Linked DNA regions of Mus musculus: region 1 is linked to region 2. A link is a contact called in public Micro-C data. All regions are on one chromosome and are shown on one strand. Each heading gives the region's core, a stretch centred on a gene start, on an enhancer-like site or on the middle of the called end of the contact. The rest is flanking DNA. Distances are from core to core; before and after follow the strand shown.

The links. Hi-C and Micro-C count contacts between places; a contact is called where the count stands out from the background.
Region 1: a Micro-C map of the HL-1 cell line shows a contact between it and region 2, with 4 times the contacts expected there. The contact joins two enhancer-like sites. A contact is called at or near these places in 4 of 484 Hi-C or Micro-C datasets (the HL-1 cell line, embryonic fibroblasts and extraembryonic endoderm stem cells).

The regions. Positions count from the first base shown.
Region 1 is chr8:31,826,467-31,831,669 of GRCm38.p6, reverse strand. It overlaps Nrg1 (neuregulin 1), which reads left to right. Exons shown (of 10, transcript NM_001364423.1): 5 at 442-465. Among named protein-coding and RNA genes, the nearest start is that of Nrg1, 90 kb to the left of the region's middle. Within about 2 kb of position 2,334, at least 35 of the 459 cell types and tissues checked have an H3K27ac peak or open chromatin away from gene starts, as enhancers often do. A contact at or near this core is called in the HL-1 cell line and embryonic fibroblasts, where this site is marked.
Region 2 is chr8:31,299,503-31,304,856 of GRCm38.p6, reverse strand. No RefSeq gene overlaps it. Among named protein-coding and RNA genes, the nearest start is that of 7420700N18Rik, 66 kb to the left of the region's middle. Within about 2 kb of position 3,921, at least 34 of the 459 cell types and tissues checked have an H3K27ac peak or open chromatin away from gene starts, as enhancers often do. A contact at or near this core is called in the HL-1 cell line and embryonic fibroblasts, where this site is marked.

The DNA of each region.
Region 1 (5,203 bases), core at 1,085-3,584, 530 kb before region 2:
ACTCAGCTACTGGGCACCTTTAGTTTAAACAAATAAGCAGAAAGCAACAACTAGAAGCCTCCTTTGAACTTCATTTAAAAACTAATCACCTAATTGCAAATGCTTTTCCTGGTAATATATATCAAACAAACAAACAAACAAAACATGTCTATTTTCAAAGGAGGAGTCGAGGATGGTTCAGCACCTAACCTCCCTCAGTAGAAGCTTTCAAAGGTTTCTAAAGCCCCTGGGCTGATGCTTCCACACCTCGCTGGTGGGCTCGGGCATCCCTGAGCATGCTGCCCTAACACCTACGGCCTGTCCTGTTCCATGTGCACGCAAAGGGAGCTGTCATAGTCGTGTGTAATTTGTTTTGGAGTGCGGTGTATTGCTCTTTTCTGAAACTTTTTTCCTTTCTTTCTTTTTTCTCCCCCACCCCTTGTCAACTTTCTGCATTGGCAGAGCATCTTGGGATTGAATTTATGGGTATGGACCAATCATCGTTCCTTTTAGCCTGCAGAATGTAGAGCCTCTGAACTGAACTCTTTTGCCCTCCCTCTTCTTCCTTTTCAGTTCCTAACTAATTTCCTTTTTCTTTAGAAGGGATCATACAGCTATAACATGGGTTTCTCTGCCTTCAATCTATGACTAGTTTATGAGAATGTTATGGAGTGCAGCAGGTTTTAAATTTCTAAGCCTACCTTCACTTAGAGATTAAAAATCTCCCTCCTGCTGCAACTTGGTCATAGTCCCTCCTCTCCTCCATTGTGTGACTCATTGATTGGACCATGCTGTTATGTAGGAGCTGGAGTAAGTCGGAGTGGTGCATAGGCTACAGGAGAACTCAAATGAGAGGCCGGAGGACCAAAAGGTTTAAGAACATACACATAAAAAGAAAAGAGAGAGAGAGAGAGAGAGAAGGAAGGAAGGAAGGAAGGAAGGAAGGAAGGAAGGAAGGAAGGAAGGAAGGAAGGAAGGAAGGAAGGAGGAAGGAAGGAAGGAAGGAAGGAAGGAAGGAAGGAAGGAAGGAAGGAAAGAAAGAAAGAAAGAAAGAAAGAAAGAAAGAAAGAAAGAAAGAAAGAAAGAAAGAAAGAAAGAAAGAAAGAAAGAAAGAAAAAAGAAAGAGAGAAAGAGAGAGAGAGAAAGGAAAGGATAGAACCTAGTGGCAGTTTTACATCTAACACTGCACAGAGTTGAATCACCCAGATTTCTTGAAGATGCTCAAGTATGACTCTAGTCAACTTTGTTGGTTTAGAAGCAAGGAAATAGAAAGCAGATGTTGTTGATTTGCTTGGGCATTCCACTAATGATGGATTACATCACTAAGGTTAAGATGACCCAGACAAGTCATCATATAGAAAACTTCACACAGTAACTATCCAAACAAACAAGGCTCCAAAAGGTAGATGAAATATGGGCATATTCCAAAAAGACCCTTCAAGAACTGAAGGAAGAGAGAGAGAAAGAAGAAAAAGGAAAGAGAGAGAGAAAGAGAGAGAGAGAGAGAGAGAGAGAGAGAGAGAGAGAGAGAGAGAGAGAGAGAATGAGAAGAGAAAAAACGAACAAACAAAAGAATAAATGGACAAAGGAGCAGGAAACTTCCACCTTTCCTGGCCTCCAGGCTCTTCATGTGAAAGACTAGAACAGAGTCTTGGCTCAACGACACCATGTCCTGATTAACAAATTGTTTGGTGCATGGTGGCATGGTGATATGCATCAAGTGTGTGCAACAGCTGCTGTCCCCTTTGGCTGACATCACATCAGCTCAGAAGCATAATTGATGACACAGGAACCCATAGGTGGCTCTCATAGGTACACAGAGAGAAGCTCAATTGCCATCACTCTAAGAAAATAAAAATTTAAGAAGAAAACTATCAGATAGATTAGGAAAAAGTGCTCAAATTTATGTCACACACACACACACACAAACACACACCAGGGTGTCAAGGGTTCTTCTTTTCTCATAGGAAATATCCCTCTGTCAGAAATCTCACAGAACTGCCCTTTCCTGTGGGAAACCAAGAGCCAAGCCCTCAGAACTACCTCTATCACTAGCAGAAATCCCCCACTCTCGGAGCTGTGTAGTCTGACTCTAGACTTTACTATTTTGATTAGTGAATAGTAGAGTCAAATCCTTATGCTACGTAAGTGCTCCCTTAGCTGTTCTCACAGTTGATAAAGGCAGTGCACTGTTATCCACACATCTCTAAGGCTTCACAGAGTATAAGGCCAATCTATTATATCCAGAAATAACTCCTGACCTTAAGGGTCATTTAAAAATAAGAGAGTAAGAATGGCTCTGTCTTTTCTCCTGGACACATTAGAATGAAAATGTGTTTGATGTGACTCACCATGGTCCATCCAGCCAAACCAGACAGGCTTGGAGCATTTCCACTTAAGGAGCCAGGCCAGACCTTTGGGATGATTTTGAGTACTAGCTCAGCTTTGCTCTTGCCTTGTGGATACAGTGATACAAGAACAAAAAATTAGTAATACAAAAATGAGACGAGCAATAATAGGCTTGCTCTTTGTCCAAGGTTTTATTTTCCTTTATTCATATTGTGGATGCAGCAAAACTCTGAAAAAAAAATATCAAGAAGACATTTAGCTGAGAAATGTGTAGCCAGTACTGAATGGAACACAGAATTGAATCCTGTGTTTTGAGTTCCCTGTCTTAAACTGGCTCCTTCTAGCTGTGTTGTCCTTTACTGAGCTCTCTAGTCCCTGAAATGGTTGTTTTGCTCACAAGCAATGAGAATAGGCTGATCACCAGATGCTAGTGGTCCACATGTCCAACTCTGTCCTTTCCTAGTTACCAACGACCAAAACAGTTGTTACAGGAATCCCTGAGAGTTTGGGGGTGGCGGGAGGCAACCCATGATGACCCCCAATGCTCACTTTAGTCCTTCTATATGACCCCTTTTTATTTCCTGGCTTTTCAAAGAGTAGGGTATTGGGGTGTCAGTGAAAAGCTGCAACCAAGGGCTTTCCTATCCCCCTTCTTTTTCCCCTCATCTGTTTGTGAAACCTGAGCCAGGATCTCATATGTTCTAGACAAGCACTCTGCCTTCAAGCTACACATACACCAGGCCTCATTAATTTTAAAGGAAGAAGTACATTAGCCAAAAGGGGACAGCAGGGCCTGCCATTTGTTGATGACAATGCTAATGCTCCATTTCATAACTAATGTGTGCTTATGTGAAGGAATCCTTGGAAGGAAGAGCACTGAGATACGGTTGTGCTGCTTAGGCATACACACTAGATGCCACTTAGGATGCCAGGGAGGAAAGCTATGGCATCATCCATTCACAGATAACACCGCATAACCCCTACCTTTGTCTCGGGGGAGGAGTACAATAGGTACAAGCAATTAACACATAAGCGCCTCCCCCCCACTCATGTCATTGTTAGATTTGTACAGTGTACACACAAACACAACAACTCCATGACACCAGCTGTATGTCTCCTGCATACTGTGGCACCGCAACGCACCAACTGCTTCGCTTTTCTAATCATGGCTTCCATGTCACGGCTAGCCCAGGTTAGGAGTTATGCTGTATGGATCACCCCTTCCCACTTTGTACCCACCTTTTCCTCCCCCAACCTCACCCCAAACATCTCCTCTGCCTGGTTTTCATTTCTTTATTCTTTTCTCCCTTAATATCAGGCCTGCTGTGCCAGGAACTCCAGGTGCCTCCCTAACTTTTAACCTTCCTTTTCCTTTGTACCTGACTTTCTCACTCTCAGTCATTCTTTCAGTCTGTCTATCCACTTGGTTTGTTTTTCCTCTCCACCTCCAACCCTTTCTGTTTGTTTTTGTTTAATCTTTTCAGTGTTGTAGCCTTTTACCCACTGACTTCTATTCTCTTAATGATAAGTGCTCTATTAATTTGATTTGACAGTGTTCTTGACCTGTTAACCGGGACTTGATTACCATGGACTCGGCTTGTAGGAAATGTTTTCTTTCATGATAAGATCCTCTAATTGATAGAAATTAAAAATCACTTATTCATGTTTAAGAAAACTTCCTGTGACCCTGCCCCCTTTCAAGGAAGAGAATGGTATAACTTCCAAGGCTGAGCAGATGATGGAAATACTCCTTCTTGTTGATGCTCAGATAAGGATATTCCATTTGTACAGTATTCTCCGGTTCTTGCCCAGGTTATTAGTTTTAATGGCAAACAAGCCAGTTTCTGTGTGTGCTAGGCAAACATGTGAAGATCTTCAAATACGTAAAATCAGATTATTAGAAGCTCAACTGCTAAGCACTCAGCATCTCCAGTAAGTCTGCAAATTTTGTTAACAGCCTGACTGTTAACACCTATATATAAAATCAAGCAAGCCATCCTCCAAAGACACTAATTTTTAACTGGAAAAATTTCCACACATTACAGACTTACTGCATCTGGAGTAGAGTGGTACCTGTAGTTCAGAGCTCAGAGTACCATACTCACTCTCTTAGAATATTCCAGTTGTCTGATGTGGGACTGTGCAGTCTAGTCCAAAGGATACATCATTTGTGTTAATGATGGGCTTAATACAAATTGGTTCTCTGATAATAGCGTAATAAGCATTTTCCTCCAAAGAACAACTCCCTTCTGTGGCCCAAGTGTGCCCTACCCACCATGTTGGGTTTTCTCTGGCAGGGCGCCCTGTTCCACCACAGTGTCCCTGTTTCTTCTAGTAAATTGACTCTAAACGGTAAGGCTGTTGCCTTAACTTACTATCTACAAGCCAAGTTCATATTTGCAATTACCTTTGAATTCAATTTATTAAATGTAGACATGCCTCTCTGTAAAGACCACTGGATATGAAGTGATGATTTAAAACTTCAGGGAAGTGGAAAGGTGATTGGGGTGGAGGGTGGTGAATGGAGGAAGGAAGAATGAGGAAGGAAGAAAGAAGGGTCTCCTTGGAGCCAGTATTAGGTCTTTTTTTTTTAATCAACATTGATTCCTGTTGTCTTTGCAAGAGATTTCTTTATAGGATATTTAATAAATAGAATAACATCGATATAGTTTTAATCAGTTCTTTTGTAATGAATGTCTATGATTTTTTTCTCATGTAATATCATATATGTATAATAGCTGGTAATTAGAGGAATCATAAAATATAGCATTTTTTACTTTCAATGCCTTAGCTAGCTTGTTATTTATGCTTAAAGTATAGCCCAGAACATATTGTACCTTAGACGTGAGTGTAAATGTGAAGTTTTGTTGTCAAG
Region 2 (5,354 bases), core at 2,672-5,171:
AAAAATTTTAATTATATACATACATACATGCATAAATACATACATACTCACACACATAGATAGATAGATAGATAGATAGATAGATAGATAGATAGATAGATAGATAGATAGATAGATGGATGATGGATGGATGGATAGATAGATAGATACACACACACACACACACATGCACATGCACACATACCAAGTTAGAACTTTGGAGAGATGTTAGAGAAAGTCAATCTTTTCTAATGTCTTCCAAAGATCTACATTGCTTTGTGAGAAATCTTGCAATTCGAAGTCAGATCATGGCTTACTTCACAAAACTAACCATTCCTTCTTCTTCCCATGTTCTCTCCTTCCCGCCATTTTCAAACAGTCCCTCCCTCCCAAAAAAACCATAAAACTCCTTTAAATACTGATCCTTCTGAACCGTGTCTCTGGTAATTTCCTCTCAATAAAATTGCCTGAGTATGGGGGGCTGCAGAGATGGCTCAGCAGTTAAGAGCACTGACTGCTCTTCCAAAGGTCCTGAGTTCAAATCCCAGAAACCACGTGGTGGCTCACAACCATCCGTAATGAGATCTGATGCCCTCTTCTATGGTGTCTGTCTGAAACCAGCTACAGTGTACTTACATATAATAAATAAATAAATAAATAAATAAATAAATAAATAAATAAATAAATAAATAAATATTTTCTTTAAAAATTGCCTGAGTATATTATCTCTATGAGACATCTCTTATATTTCTATAAATTCCACACTCCTAAAAGCTGAGAATGCAGATCACGTCAGACTGGGAAGTCCCACTCCCCTTTTTCTATTCCAATCACAGCTGACTGCTCACATATCCTTCTCTCTAGATCTTCTTGATTCTGGTCCTTGTATCTAAAAGTCCATCTCTGTAAGTATCAAAGTAGCAGTTTACACTAGGCAGAATTCACCCAACCCACCTGTTCTTCCTCTAGTGTGTTAGTCTAGTCTAGATCCCTGAATTGGGGCCCATAGACAAAGTGCATCTCCAGGGCTACTGGCCAGCCAGCATGGCCCCAGATTCTCCAGAAAGAGCTTGACTCAAAAATGAAATAAAGTAAAATAAAATAAAATAAAATAAAATAAAATAAAATAAAATAAAATAAAATAAAGGAGAGCAATAAGGAAGGCATCTGCCAAGCATCAATGGCCTATCATTTGTCCTGTTGTCATTGGTTGTAAGGGGCCTGTCTCTGTTTGATTATGACTCTTTGAATGGACCCGAGCAGTTTGTCATCCAGACATGGCATCGAATATGTTTCTTTATTATGTTCCTCAGATCACTGAGGCACAAAGATCACTCACACCCTGGAGGCTACCTTCAATAGGGCTGAATTAATTCCCTCTTTCCCTCCTAGCAGAGGCTTCCTAAGAACATCATGGTTGACATGATCATTTTAGTAGCTATTAGATCCCATAAAGCTTTGTGATGAGGTAAGAGAGGAGAGCCACTCCTCTTTTTTTCTTAACTGAACATTCTTCAAGATTAGGAGAGGGGGAAAAAAAACTGTGCTGGAAGCAGAATTTCTTTGCATGGCTTTGTGTTGCTAAAACAAAACACCCAAGGCTGGGTACTTTATAGAGAAGACTGTTTCATTCAGAGTCTCGAAGGCTAAGACTTATCAATTTGGGCTTAGGTAAAGACCCCTTTGGCTTCTTTACAACATGGCAGATGAAATCATAGCACGCGTGAAAAAAGAAGATCATCTACTGAGACAAGCAGCCAAGGAGAGAGAGAAGGGGCCAGTTTGATCTTACTACTGCAATCTGCTTTCTTAGTAACTAAACTGTGTCTTAAAAAAAAATCCACTGATTCAAACAAAAATATAGATTCTCATGATCTGATCCTTTCCCTCCAGGCCTCACCCAAGTTTCAGTGCCATTCTATTGAGGTCGAGCTTATAGCACACGAACCTTTAAGGGACAAACCAACTATAACCCTAGTAGGCTATTACTGGACTTATTGTAGTTCCCTCCAGTTCCAACAAAGTCTGAAGGCTTCCAGCTGATAGTGTGAATAGTGTATTTTCAGAGAAAATCAACTTCAACCCCAACACCCTCTACAACCGAGAGCCTCTCCCAAAGGGGCTCCCACCATCTGTTCACACCACAGTCACACCTCCAAGACCTAGAGTATAGGTTAGTCAATGTGCCGTTAGGTACATTGTCTTCCAAGGTGGACCCACAGTGACTGCATCCCTGGTGGTGTTCATGAACTAAGAGTAATGAGTCTTTCCTTACCACATTCTACGTGTGGCTTCTTGGGAACTAGATAACATAGAAGCTGCTGAATCTATTTCTCACTTTGTCCTACAATCTGTTTCAAGTCTGCTAGTGTGCTCAAGCAGTGATCTTTCTCTCTTCAAAAGAAAAAAAAACCTTCAGAACTAAATTCCTAGGGTTCAAATATACCTCCAGGACTCAGAGAGCATGTGAGAGCATGGGCCTTGCAGGACCGTGTGACACTGCTGGAATATTCCAGTACATTCCTCCAACATCCCTTAGACATTCACTCCCTAGGATGTCTGTGTGACTCTAGAAGGTTGAGAGCCTACCATTCACTCAGTCAATACCTTGAACACCATTCTCCGGGTCCTTAAGCAGCTTCCAGGCTTCGGAAGACATTCTCTCAGATCCTCTCAGTCTTGGTTTGGGGGATGAGAAGCAATAACTCCTCCCCAAGAGCACTAACTACTCATTCAGTGATGACTCCCCTTCCTTCCTCGGCCCCTCTTCTGAAAGAGGCTGGAGAGTGGTAATGGCATAGCACATACACTTCTCTTCCTCCCCTCAGAATTCATGGGGAAGGGTTGCTGGCCTTGCAAACTGGAGAACAATATGTAATATGCAATATGATATATTTAGGGCCTTTCTTCTTCAGCTTTGTATCTTGTATACCATCATAGCACAGGAGGAAGACTGGTTTTGCAACTATTTTAAATGACTTTTACTGTGATGATGTAGATGTCTGTGTAGAATAACACACAGAGAGATACACATGTTTTCTAAGTATGTGGCTCCCTGCATATATTGGAAACTCTTTAAAGGAATACATCTTCCTTCTTTTCTCTCTCCATTTCTCAGCACAGTATGGAGCATTTTGTGGGCGTGTGACCAATGTCTGCTATACTCTTTCCTAATCCCCAACAAAGCTGAAGGAAAACCCCAGCATCATGAGATGCCAAGCTCCTCATTTTTCAAAAGAAATCCAGGCCCAGAAAGATGAGGTCATTTATCCAAGGGCACACAGCTAGCTGGGATTCCATTTCTCATACAAATTCATACACTTAATGGTGCTGCAGAAGCAGAAGTAAGCCAAGCATATTTGATGACTGGCCTTTGGAGAGTCGAGAGTGGGTAATGGAAAACACTCTACAAATTCCAAAAGTTAATTTTTGCAGATGAAGCACATTTCTCATTCCCCAATCTGGTAGAGTTTGCCAGTGTGTGCCGTGACTAATGTTGGCTCAGCCCAGACTTCCTGTTTTCAGGGCAGCATGACAGATTTGTTGGTATAATTTGGCTTTAATTCATTTCAGGCCAATCCTGGAAACGCGAGGCTATGTCATGTCTCATTGCAACATTAACTCCATTTTTCTACCTTCACTCCCTCTATTAATAAGCAGAGGCCACTCAATGGGGCAATCTTAACAGCCTGCTGCAGGTGACAGCCAGAAATATAAATAACTTCTCACTTAGTCTTTTACTCCTTTCCAGGAAAGCTGATAGGTTCGCTCTCCTATCTCTCCAAGTGGACCCAAGGCTGATGAACTCATTCAAGGCAGTTCACATGTTTCTTGGTGAGATGGATTTCCAGGACAGACTGATAGAGAAAAGGGTTACTCTTGTGGCAATACCTGATGACCTTACAGTGATTCCAGGTTAATAAAATATTTCCCCTGGGCCCTGGAACATCCTCCTTCAACTCAATCTACTGAGAGCACAGGGTGGATGGAATCTTTTCTCCTGCTTTTCCTAAAGTTCACCTATTCCAAATTCTAGACTGAGGATGGAAGAAGGAGAGGTGGGAAGCAGAAGTGTGCAGGTGTCCAAGTTCTCTACAGGAAGGTGGCTCCACACCAATGTGATGGAGAGTGACCTTCAGAAAGACGCCTAGGGAGGAAACATAAGGTGAGTGGATGTTATATTTCATGGCGTGGATACTATATGTATTGTCGAGCTCAAGTATTGAAAACATGTCTGATGTTAAAAACTATATCTGGCCCAAAGTTGTTCTCAGTGGAGAACTAGAAGCCACAGCTCTTCATTCTCTGACCAGCTTCATATCTACCAATTACCACAGCATATCTAGAGCTTAGGCTGGCCAGATCCTTATAGCAGATCCCAGTGAATGACATGGCAGAGGCTTGAGAGGAAGGGAAGGGTATCTCCTGAGGAATGAGTGGCCATTGGAAGAACATCTGTTCATCAGAAGAAGAAGAAAATAAAGTTCCATGCTCTTCTTAACTTAAATTTTAAGACCCACTCATTGGCATATCGCCTATTCTGGTATTCCATATGACTTCTGTGTATTTTATGGAATGCTTAGTGAATCCCTTGGTCATAATGCCAAAATATATTCTCCAAAGACCTTTAAACTGTGTGCTCTGTACCTGAGAATTATATACAGTACTGTCTTCTGTCTTCCCAAAACCATACCACATGGAGTAGAGGCAGAATTTGGGCTAGGTGAGTTGCAGTGTAGGAATTTGAATGTATATATCCCAACTGACTCATTCCTTCTCCTGTTTTGAGGAGTCATGGGCCTGGGAATTAGAAGTAAGAAAAGAGCTAGGGAGATGGCTCAGCGGTTAAGAGCACTGACTGCTCTTCCAGAGGTCCTGAGTTTGATACGGAGCAACCACATGGTGGCTCACAACCATCTGTAATGGGAATGTGATGCCCTCTTCTGGTGTGTCTGAAGACAGCAACAGTGTACTCACATACATGAAATAATAAATGAATCTTTAAAAATTATTAGAAGTAAGAATAAGAATGATGGAGAAGCTTATGTGTTTCCCTTGACTGATTGAAGTTTTCTATTATAAAAGAAAGAAAAAGCAACACCTGCAATGTCCCAAGATGCTTAGAGAGTCCAAAGGGAACTGGGGATGTCCCACCACATTTTGAGAAAGCAAAGTACCACAAAAAAATTTTTTTCCAAGGTCTGTTGCAAGAAACTCTGATATCTTTATTTAGGGCTGAGAAAGTAAATGTCTCCCTTCTTTCCCACTTCTCCTCTTGTTACTATAATGCTGGACTCACAACTACTACTTCTGAGACAAATTCTCTAACACGGCAACGGGGAAGCCAGACTTATTTTCTCAATCATCACACGATG